Regions from separate parts of the Gossypium hirsutum genome. Here region 1 is linked to region 2. Evidence: chromatin contacts called from public Hi-C data. All regions are on one chromosome and are shown on one strand. The core of a region is the stretch at or near the end of the contact, and the rest is flanking DNA. Distances in the headings are between cores, read along the strand shown.

Evidence for each region. Hi-C and Micro-C count contacts between places; a contact is called where the count stands out from the background.
Region 1: a Hi-C map of leaf shows a contact between it and region 2, with 2.4 times the contacts expected there. The contact joins the promoter of LOC107898813 here to the promoter of LOC107903348 in region 2. A contact is called at or near these places in 3 of 34 Hi-C or Micro-C datasets (hypocotyl and leaf).

Annotation. Positions count from the first base shown.
Region 1 is chrA04:3,302,903-3,308,169 of Gossypium_hirsutum_v2.1, forward strand. LOC107898813 (protein translation factor SUI1 homolog 2) reads right to left here and starts at 3,727. Exons shown (of 5, transcript XM_016824399.2): 1 at 3,449-3,727; 2 at 2,290-2,349; 3 at 2,003-2,208; 4 at 1,859-1,912; 5 at 1,388-1,612. The coding sequence starts at 2,326. The coding sequence ends at 1,568.
Region 2 is chrA04:2,989,507-2,994,381 of Gossypium_hirsutum_v2.1, forward strand. It overlaps LOC107903348, which reads left to right and starts at 1,572. Exons shown (of 2, transcript XM_016829364.2): 1 at 1,572-1,717; 2 at 2,554-3,591. The coding sequence starts at 1,706. The coding sequence ends at 3,054.

The DNA of each region.
Region 1 (5,267 bases), core at 2,477-4,976, 320 kb after region 2:
TATGCATATATTAATAACATTGATGAATATTTGTTTATTATAATTGTATAATGCCTTGGTAGATTTAATAAAATGTTAGGATTAATTGACATGCCAATTAGGGATATAAATTGTCGAGAGTTCTATTGGAGATTTTGCACTTATGTGTGCTTTATATCGCATTCGGGCATTGCTTTTATGAGCTCCTTGATGTGGTGGAGGAATCTTTGCGATATCTTACTGTTGCTTTTATGAGCTCCTTGATGTGGTGGAGGAATCTTTGTGATATCTTACTGTTTAGCACTTAGGTGCTCGTTGATGTGATGGAGTCCCCTTGGTAACAAGAAGCTTGAAAAGATTACTAGGAGGATCAGATGTTGGGCTACTAAAACTCTTTCATTTTTAGACAAGGTTCAACTTTTGCAATCTGCTATATTTAATTTGCAAAACTTTTGGTATAGAAAATTTTACTCCCATCAGAAGTCATTAAAAAAGTGACTCAATTGTGTTTTGCATTCCTTTGAAAGGGGGAAGAAGGATCGGCCAAGGGTGCTAGGGTGAATTGGAAGGGAATTTTGCTATCCTAAAGCTGAAGGTGGTTTGTGGATCAAGGATCTCCTTACTTGGAACAAAGCTTGTATGTTGAAGAATTTATGGGTTATTATGGCACAGGCATGTCCCTTGCATATTAAAAGAGGACTATGGGATGCTCAGATGAAGCAAGGACAAAGCCAAGCTTAGAAGAAGTTACTGAAGCTAAGGCGTTTGCTGCTGCAAATAGGAACTTCTCAAGTTATAAAGCTAATAAAGCATGGTTGATGTTTCAACAAGGTGGCATAGGGAAGATCAGCTATTCCCAGACATTCTTTTAACTCTTGGTTAGCCATCCTAAACAAGCTACCAACTAACGATCGCTAATCTTCATGGAACCAGTAGGTTAATCCAAAATGTATTCTTTGCAGGTCAGAAGCAGGAACAAGAGACCATTTGTTCATAGGGTGTGCTCATGCAAGGCAATTGCGGAGTCTTATTATGCAAACTGGTGACCAAAATCTTATGCACCATACATGGCATGGCGTGACTGAATGGGATGATTAAGCATGAGGGAAGTCATTGTTTTCACTTTTCAACTATAATAAGATTGGTTTGGATCTCTTAGATCTATGAGCTATGGCAAGAGAGGAATAAGAGTATTCATGGAACTAATCCTAGGCAGGTTGGGATGTTGTTTACTCATATTAGATGGATGGTGCAAACTAGACTAGGTTTATTAGCATCACATAAATCTCATATTCTTCAAAACTTTGCCTGCTTTCAATTCAAAAGAAATCACTCTCAAAAGCTCATACAATCAATTATTGAAACAATTTTAAGCTAAAATAACAACATTTGTTTCAACTTTGAATCATAGAGAAACAAGCTTTTCATAGATTTCAAAAACATCCAACAGTACATAATCCAGTGAACTGGAAAGCAAAAGAAATGATATAACGGCATAGATATTATTATAGTATATCCTGACCGGGTAGTATATCCAGGTTCGAAACAAGGCACACAGATTAGCAGAAAACTTTAAGCTTGCTGCAACTTAGAAACCATGGATTTTGATGTTTTCCTTCTTCACAATGCCAGCCTGGTCCAAAAAAACAAAAGACCGTAGAACTTAGGAACTGAAACACCACAATATATTGCTCCAACTCGTCATTTTCCTTCCTGTCTAAAACCCCTGTCCAAGACATATGCGGAAATGGGCATAGTGATATGAAACTAAACATACTCATGCTAGACACACACCCATAGTCTCGTACCGACACTCACAACTTAGTCCGAGTTACTTTTTGCTTAACATCAACTAATTCCAAGAAGCAATAACAATTACCTGAACAAGGAAGGTGGAGACATTCTTACGCTGGTCACCTTGAAGTTGAATAACCTGAGTGTAAAACCAGAACATAACAAACTTAGACATCAGGTACGAATAACAGATATTATCCATAATCGTTTAAAAGGGTTATACACACACCTGCCCTAATTCTGGGTCCTGAACCACAGTGCCATTGCAGCAAAACTCCTTCTTGAGGTCTTTAAGTATCTTGTTGTAACTGAATTCTTTCTTCAACCCTTGGACAGTCGTCAGGCTTTTCCTACCGTTCCTTTGTTGAACACGGATATGAACATACTCCTTTGCACCAGCACCCGAGTCCTCAGCATTTGCATCAGCAAAGGGATCTAACACAACAAATACAAAAGGCATGTTAAACCTGAAATTAGAACAATTATTAATAGTGCAATGTTAAGGTCGAAACATACCAAAGGCAGTAGGAACCTGGACGTCGAGATCAGACATGAAACTTTGTTTATCAAAGAGGCCTGAAAACAGCCCAAACATGTTAAGCAAAAGCGACATCGAATTTGACTTTATGTAACATATTATCATCAAGAATAAGAATTCATTCACGTAAAATCGAAGAAACACTAATCAGGCAGCCAAAAAACCATTTGGCAACCAAAGCAAAACATGAACGATCAAAGAGGCCTAGCAATAACCCGAATATCTTAAGCCAAACCCCATCAGATTCGACTTTATATAGCATATTGTTATCAAGAATAAGAATAATTTTTCATTTAAAGGCAGCCTAAACACCATTGACAACCAAACCAAAACATGAACTTAGTTGATCAAAGAGGCCTAGCAACAACCCGAATATGTTAAGCCAAACCCCATCAAATTCGGCTTTGTATAGCATATTGTTATCAAGAATAAGAATATTTTTTTCATTTAAACCAAAGAAACAATAAATAGGGCAGCCTAAATACCATTGACAACCAAACCAAAACATGAACTTAGTTGATCAAAAAGGTCTAACAACAACCCAAACATGTTAAACCAAACCCGCATCGGATTCAAACTTCATATAACATATTACCAACAAGAATTCAAATCATATTTCACCAAAATCGAAGAAACAAAAATCAAGCAACCTAGATACCATTTGGCAATCAAACCAAAGCTGGCATCCATTTCCTTCCATTAACAAGTTAATTACAACAAAAGCCTTACAAACTCATAAAATGCAAATTCAAACCATAGAAATATCTAATCATTGTAAAACCGAAACTATAGGCTAAACTGTTAACAAGCAAAGATTCAAACTTCCTAAAATCATTATAATTAATCACAAAATCAGATTATAGAATCAACTAGCATTTAAAGACCAAAGATTCACTACATTTAAATTAAAATTTTCCAGTTTAACGTAACTAGGGAAAAAAAAGTGATCTTGAATATTAAATTTGTTCTTTTTATTCAGGTAAATGCATAGAAATTAAGGAAATAAAAGGAAATCTTCATCATATAGGCAAAACCCATCATCAGAAAAGTTTAAGATCAAACAAAAGCCAAAAAAAAAAAAAGTTTTAAAAAGAACACATAATATAAAACTAGACAAGCTGTAGGGTACTGGTTTACCTTATCCAAGAATCCAAAGCCTTTTTAAAGAATTGAAGTTCGGATTATCAACGAAATGACAAAAGAAATTCCTCGGATAAAGTCTGGGAACAGTCGCTGTGCGTTACGAGGGATGGCGGTGTAGGTTTTTTCTTTTCCTTGTTTGGGTGGCGAGGAAATTAAAGGGAAAGGCCTAGAAAATTATTTATTAATTAGAAATTTATTATTTTTCTATTTTTCGGAGGTTGTACGCAACTTTAGGTGATGGGGGTTATTTACACTCGTCAGATTATGAATTTCCTATTGTACTCGCCAGAAATAGCTTGTGATGATTAAAGGAGGACAGTTGGCAATCCATGAGCATGCGTGCAAAACAAATGATATGGAAAATCTGAGGTATAATGTTGAAATTCGACTGTATTTTGACATAAAAGTTAGAATTTTACGAAATAATATGAAGAATGCATGTGTGTTAAAAGTCAAATAATATTTTATTTTTTATTTAAAAAATATTTAAATTAATTTATTTATATTAGATCAAAGAATAAATTAGTTTTTTATAAAATATTTATTTATTTCTATTATTAAAAATTAGTCTCCTTACATTAGCATGATATACATATGGCACACACAATGTTAATCTGATTATTTTGTTAATCACGTCAATTTTTAACAGTACAAACGTATGAATTTTTTAATAAAAAAGACTAATTTATTTTTAATCTAACGTATAGATAATAATTTACTTATTTTTTAATAGAGGGGATAAAATATAATCTGATTATTTTTCATCAAAATTTTATATTAATTCTTATATTACGTATAATTTGTATATTTAATCTTTATACTAATTAATTATATTAATCATTCCAATTAAAATCAATCATTACAAATATTGAATTAAATAACTTAATTTCAACTAGTTTACTTAATTAACTAGTTAAGCTCACAGATAATTTCACAGGATGAAGGTATATTAAGTTTATTATGCTTGAATATGGTTAACTGTACTTTTCATGTGACATTTTGATAGCACACATGTACGATGTTATTGTCAATAATTATACATAGGTGTTTAAGTTCGGCCATCCTAAAACATGAGCTTTAAATTTTGTTTAATATTATTCATATTTATTAATGATTAACTCAACTTTATCTAGATTAACTCATATTATTATATTTTTTAAATATATTATTTTATTTAATATTTAATAATTATTTATATTCATTTCTTTTATTATGCTTTAATGATTTCTTTCTTTCATTAAATTTATAAATAAAAATTATTAACATTTTTTAAATATTTACATATTTAATTTTTTATATAATATAAATTATATAATATATAAAAAAATAACATATTATAAACTTAAAAACAAGTTAAGTTAGAGTTCAAACTTCAAATATCAAAAATTAAAGTTTGGTCTATATTTTGTACGAGTCTAATTTTTTTGTTTAACTAATAAAACTATCAATTTGAACCTACTAATAACATTATTAGATTATGATACACTCATGATATTGATAAAAAATTATATAAAAATATGTTTATTAAAAACTTATGCAAAGTTAAAATAAAAATTTAGCTAAAATAATAACACTGAATGTTAACATTATAATATTTTTCAGGCCGGGCCCGAGCCTAGAAAATGGGCATAATTTTTTATATTCGACATGATCTGGCTCATGAACAACTCTAATTAACACTTTGACCTTTATAAATAAGTGATAGTTTCTTCATTATATCCATTAAAAATTTAGTTTTAGAGTGGGTTTGGATGGGTGGTGGGTACACTGCGGTGCGTTTAGCTTACTTTTTGTCTTACGCTATAGTATCTAA
Region 2 (4,875 bases), core at 322-2,821:
ATATAAGATTTTCACTACAAAGTATTTGTTTTATTCAGTAAATGTAAATAAACAACATTTTCATTTAAATAGTTATGTCAAATACGCTTTCTAATAAAACAGGTTTTTAGGTAACAAAATTTTACAATGTTTTTAAAGTATATGCGAATCGGATTTACAACTATTTTACGTAGCATCTTCAGATCTAGTCATAATGTCTAGGCCGATTTTAGGGTGTTATACGTAATTTTTAAACTGAGTTGGTACTTAGTTGACTTGTGATACTAACTCAACGTAAGTATAGATAAATACAATTTGTTGAGGTAAAATTAATGTTTTATTGAAATAAATTGCATAAGTTTTGTATTCTTTTGAAATTTAAATTTAGTTCTTATATTTTAATTTTGAAACATTAAGTCCTTATTTTTTTTTATTTGAAAATCTTTGTCACTGTCTAATTTTGCCATTAAAGTTAAAAATAACTTTTTTAGCCCTCAACATTTATACTTTTTTTGTCAATTTGATCACTACCCTTTAAAAGTACATAAAAATAATTTTTCCATACTTTAAATAAAACATAATAAATTTAAAAATTATATTTTTTTCTAAAAAATGAAAAAAAAACTCTTTAAAATTTAAAAAAGGATTTTTAAATATAAAAAATTCCAAAATTCAATGTACTTAAACTAGACCGGACCACTAGTTGGACTTGTTGGACTGGGAATTGGCTGGGGTATCGATCATGAATCGAATTAAATTTTATAATTCAAATAATTCGAATATATAATTGGTGTAAATACAATGCTCCTAAATACCGAATTAAATAATTATTAAAAAACTAAAAGATATATAAAAAACTTAAAAAATATAAAAAAAAAACTCTAAACTCTACACAAAACTGACTCTAAATTTTAAAATTCACAAAACTCTAACCCTACTTTAAAAAAAACAAAACCTTAATCTTAAAAAACTGGATGAGAATGAATTTTGTTTACAAAAAAAACAGCCTAATCCAATAATTATTTTTAAAAATTAGGATTTTTATTAAATTCAATCTAATCCTTGCCTTTAAAATAAAATAAAATGGTTTTGATTTTATTTTATTTATTTATTTATTTTTTGAATGGTGAAATTTACCGATTAAAGTCAACATTTTAAGTTAAAAATTTATTTTTATTTCTAATTTTCTTAATCTTATAAACACGAGAAAAGATTATATGAAATAGTAATATTATTTATTTTCAATAATTTAATGTCATATCAATAATTTTATCTTAAATTTTAATATTTTCATTTAAATTTAATTTTCTTCAAAATAAAAATATTAAAATTGAAGATAAAATTATTGATTTAATATTAAATTATGAAAAAAATATTTTCATAAAATTCTTTCCCTATTAACACTACAGATAATAAAAACTTCAAACCGAAGTACAGAAAAGAAAATCCTTCGTCAGCAATGTGAACTAAAATATCTTTGTCCAAAGTTCAGAATACCAATATTGGTACGTGGCAAACAACCATTGGTTTTTGAAAAATTGGTAGGGAGACAGCTTTTACTGCAACATGATTGGTATTTGTTGACTGGTCTGACATATTACAAAAGACAAATACTTTTCGCAAAAAAAAGAAAAGAAGAAAAAGTTGGATTTCAAAAACAAAGAAGATTAGATATGGTTTTGAAGGTGACATAATAAACAAACACACCGATCTTCGTCCAGAAAACATGAAAAATTCGGTGGGTTTTGTTTTATTTTTTTTTTCATAGTTTAGTTCCACTTTTTTTTTGTTGTTTTGGGGTTCAGATTCAATTCAATCTGTTGCTGAGTTCACCCTTCAATGTTGCTTGGTATATAAAGTGGCAAGCTTTAAATTTCCGTCATTTATGTAATTGTGGAATGATTGCTGGTTGTTGGTAAGTTCTATGATTGAATCTCTTTAAAAAGTTGGGTTTTTTTTTTGAGGATTTGGTGCTGTTTCTGCTTGATTCTTGATAGGATTAATGAATTTTCATTGTTCATTTTAGTTTATGATTTTGATTTTATATTGGGTTTTGATTCAAAATCTGGAAAACTTGGTTTAAATATGAAACTGTTTTAAGTGGTTGATTCATAATCATAATCTGCAGTTTCATATTCATATTTCATGAGCTGAACTGAAATTGTTTTAATTGTGATAAGCAAATATATTGAGGATGTTTGCATGAATCAACTGGATTAAGTTATTTCGTTCTTCAATTAGCTAACATATGTCTATCTGTTTGTTGAAATTCCTCAATGGGTACTCAAATATGTTGAAAAGAGTAAAAAGCACGATGGATGCTACTAAGAGTTAGATTATACTTTATCCCTCTATAAAAAAAATAGATAAAATAGTTTTTGTATATCAGATTAAAGAGTAAGTTAATTATTTATATTAAAAATTTTATAAGTTAATTATTTATATTAAAAATTTTATGCATATGTATCATTAAAAATTAATGTAACTGACAGAATAATCAGACAGTGACACCTGCCGTTAAAAAGATTAGTATAGTTTTCATATGTTTGATTCATTTTTGTTGTTGGATAACAGCCTTTAGGAGAGGAATCATCAAACATGGCTCATAAACTGGAAGCTATCCATGGCGGTGGTGGATCAATTAAGGTGGGGACTAAAGGGACAATTAGTTCCCTTATGACCGAGGAACTAGACTCCATTAAAACACCAAGGCAAACACCACCTAGACACAAATCTCAGGGGATTCCAGCATCCGTTGCCTGTTCTTCAACGACTCTAAAACGATTACAACCAAGAAAATCATTGGATGGAGCCGGCACCAGCAGGGGTCGCAACAGCACCAGTTATAAAAGCCCCCAAAGTACTAAAAATGTCCATCAGATGCCAATACTTGGCTCTGAAAATGTTGCATTAGAAAGAACACCTATTAGACAAAAAAGTGACAAGAAAGTAGTATCAAACATTGTTGAAGTAGTGGACATAAAATGTGGGAATTCGGATAGGGCATGGTCGACCCCTATAACGAATCGTCTCAAGAAGCTTGGATTCTCCAAGCTTTCTGAGACCATAGTCTAGATTTCCAACTTCTTTGAATCCGATTTCAGGTTCCTAAATCCGGAACCCGAAACCCCGACCGGCCTATTCTCCGAAACTTCCACCATAGAACAAATGCTTGCTACAAGTTTGCTGGCTCCTCTTTTTTTCTTCTTTTCAGCTGCCACAACTGGTCCAACAATAGGCCTACCATGTGGCTTCTTCGAGCTTTCTCGGCTGCTTAATTCAAGCTCGAGCATGTTGAAGTACTCGATCTCTTGCATTACCAAGGATCCCACAGTGCCTTTGGTGCCTATTTCAATAGAATGATGTGCAGCCATATCAACTGCAACATTTTGACCACTGGATTTTGATCTTTGCATGCTTTACTTTTGGTGTTTCCACTGGTTTTAGTTCTTTGCCTCTTTATTTAAAATGAACTGCACTGAACATTTAAGCTTCTAACTAAAAGTGTCTGTTTTGTTTTAACTACATTACATTGGTTTTATTTTAATGTTGTTTGGTGCCATAGTATTGTCAGTTAACTACTGTTCATCAGCATTGTATAACTGAATTATGTTTGCTAATCTCATTCGAAATTTGTTAGTTTATTTTCTGTTAATCATATATCGCTGTCATATGAGTATATTCTAATTAAAATTTTAAGTTGACAAATTTTGACAAAAAAATACTTACAATTTTAAGATTGAACTGAAATTTTTAAATAAAAAAATGTAAAAAAAAACTTATAATTTTTAACCTCTTTAAGTATAGGGATTAAATCTTAAATTTTGTTAAAATATAGGGACTAATAGTGTATCTTAATCTTTTGGTTCCTATGGTTTGAACTATAACTTATATTTAAATGCTCAAATCAAAGACTAATTTAATGGGTTTATTGTAGGGTCAAAATTTTCAAAATGATAATGATAAAAATCTATAAAAATGGTCAAATAGGATCAAATCTAACTTTTTATGGGTTGTTTGGGGAAAAGTTAAATATTTTAAAATGGTCATAAAATGATAAAACCTTTATGAAAAGTGTTCAATCGAAAGTCTAAGTTTTTTGAAATTGTCAAACTTTTTTTGAAGTGTTGAAATAAAAACCCTTATACAAGTACTTTCATAAGGATTTAGCTGGTATACAATTATTTTGGATGGTCAGACACTTATATGAATAACTTCAGTAAAGTAATATGGAAACAGGAGTCGAATTACATTTTACCTTATCTACTCAAATGATAAATAAATTAGTTCTTATACGTTAAATAAGAGAGTAAACATGTCATTCTATTAAAAATTCAACTTATACGTTAAATAAGAGAGTAAACATGTCATTCTATTAAAAATTCATCTATTTTTACTATTAAAAACTAGTCTTGTATGTCGGCATGAGGTATACGTGGCATATTTCATGTAACTATAAGGTTATTTCGTTAACCATACCAGTTTTTGACAGTACAAATAAATAAAATTTTGTATAATAAAAACTGATTTACTTTTTAATTTAACGTGTAATGACTATTTTACTCATTTAATATCTAAAAAGCAAATCCAATACATTTAGACATAAATAAAACTATGAAACCTAGTGGGTGAGGATGATAATATCTTGCATATTGGTCCAATGAACACAACTAAAGTACTTTTTAGGTAGAGAGGTAATTGTGGGGGTTGAGTTCTTTTACTCCTTTTGATCGTATCAATCTCTGTGGTCTTATAATATTAAAAATGGTTAGATATAATGTTGTAAAACAGGAAAGAGAGAGGGGACAAGGGGCAAAACATGGGAGTTTCATATGCCTAATAAATTTAATAAAGTCTTGGTTAGGTGAAGTGAAGTGAACTGAAATGTTAAAATGT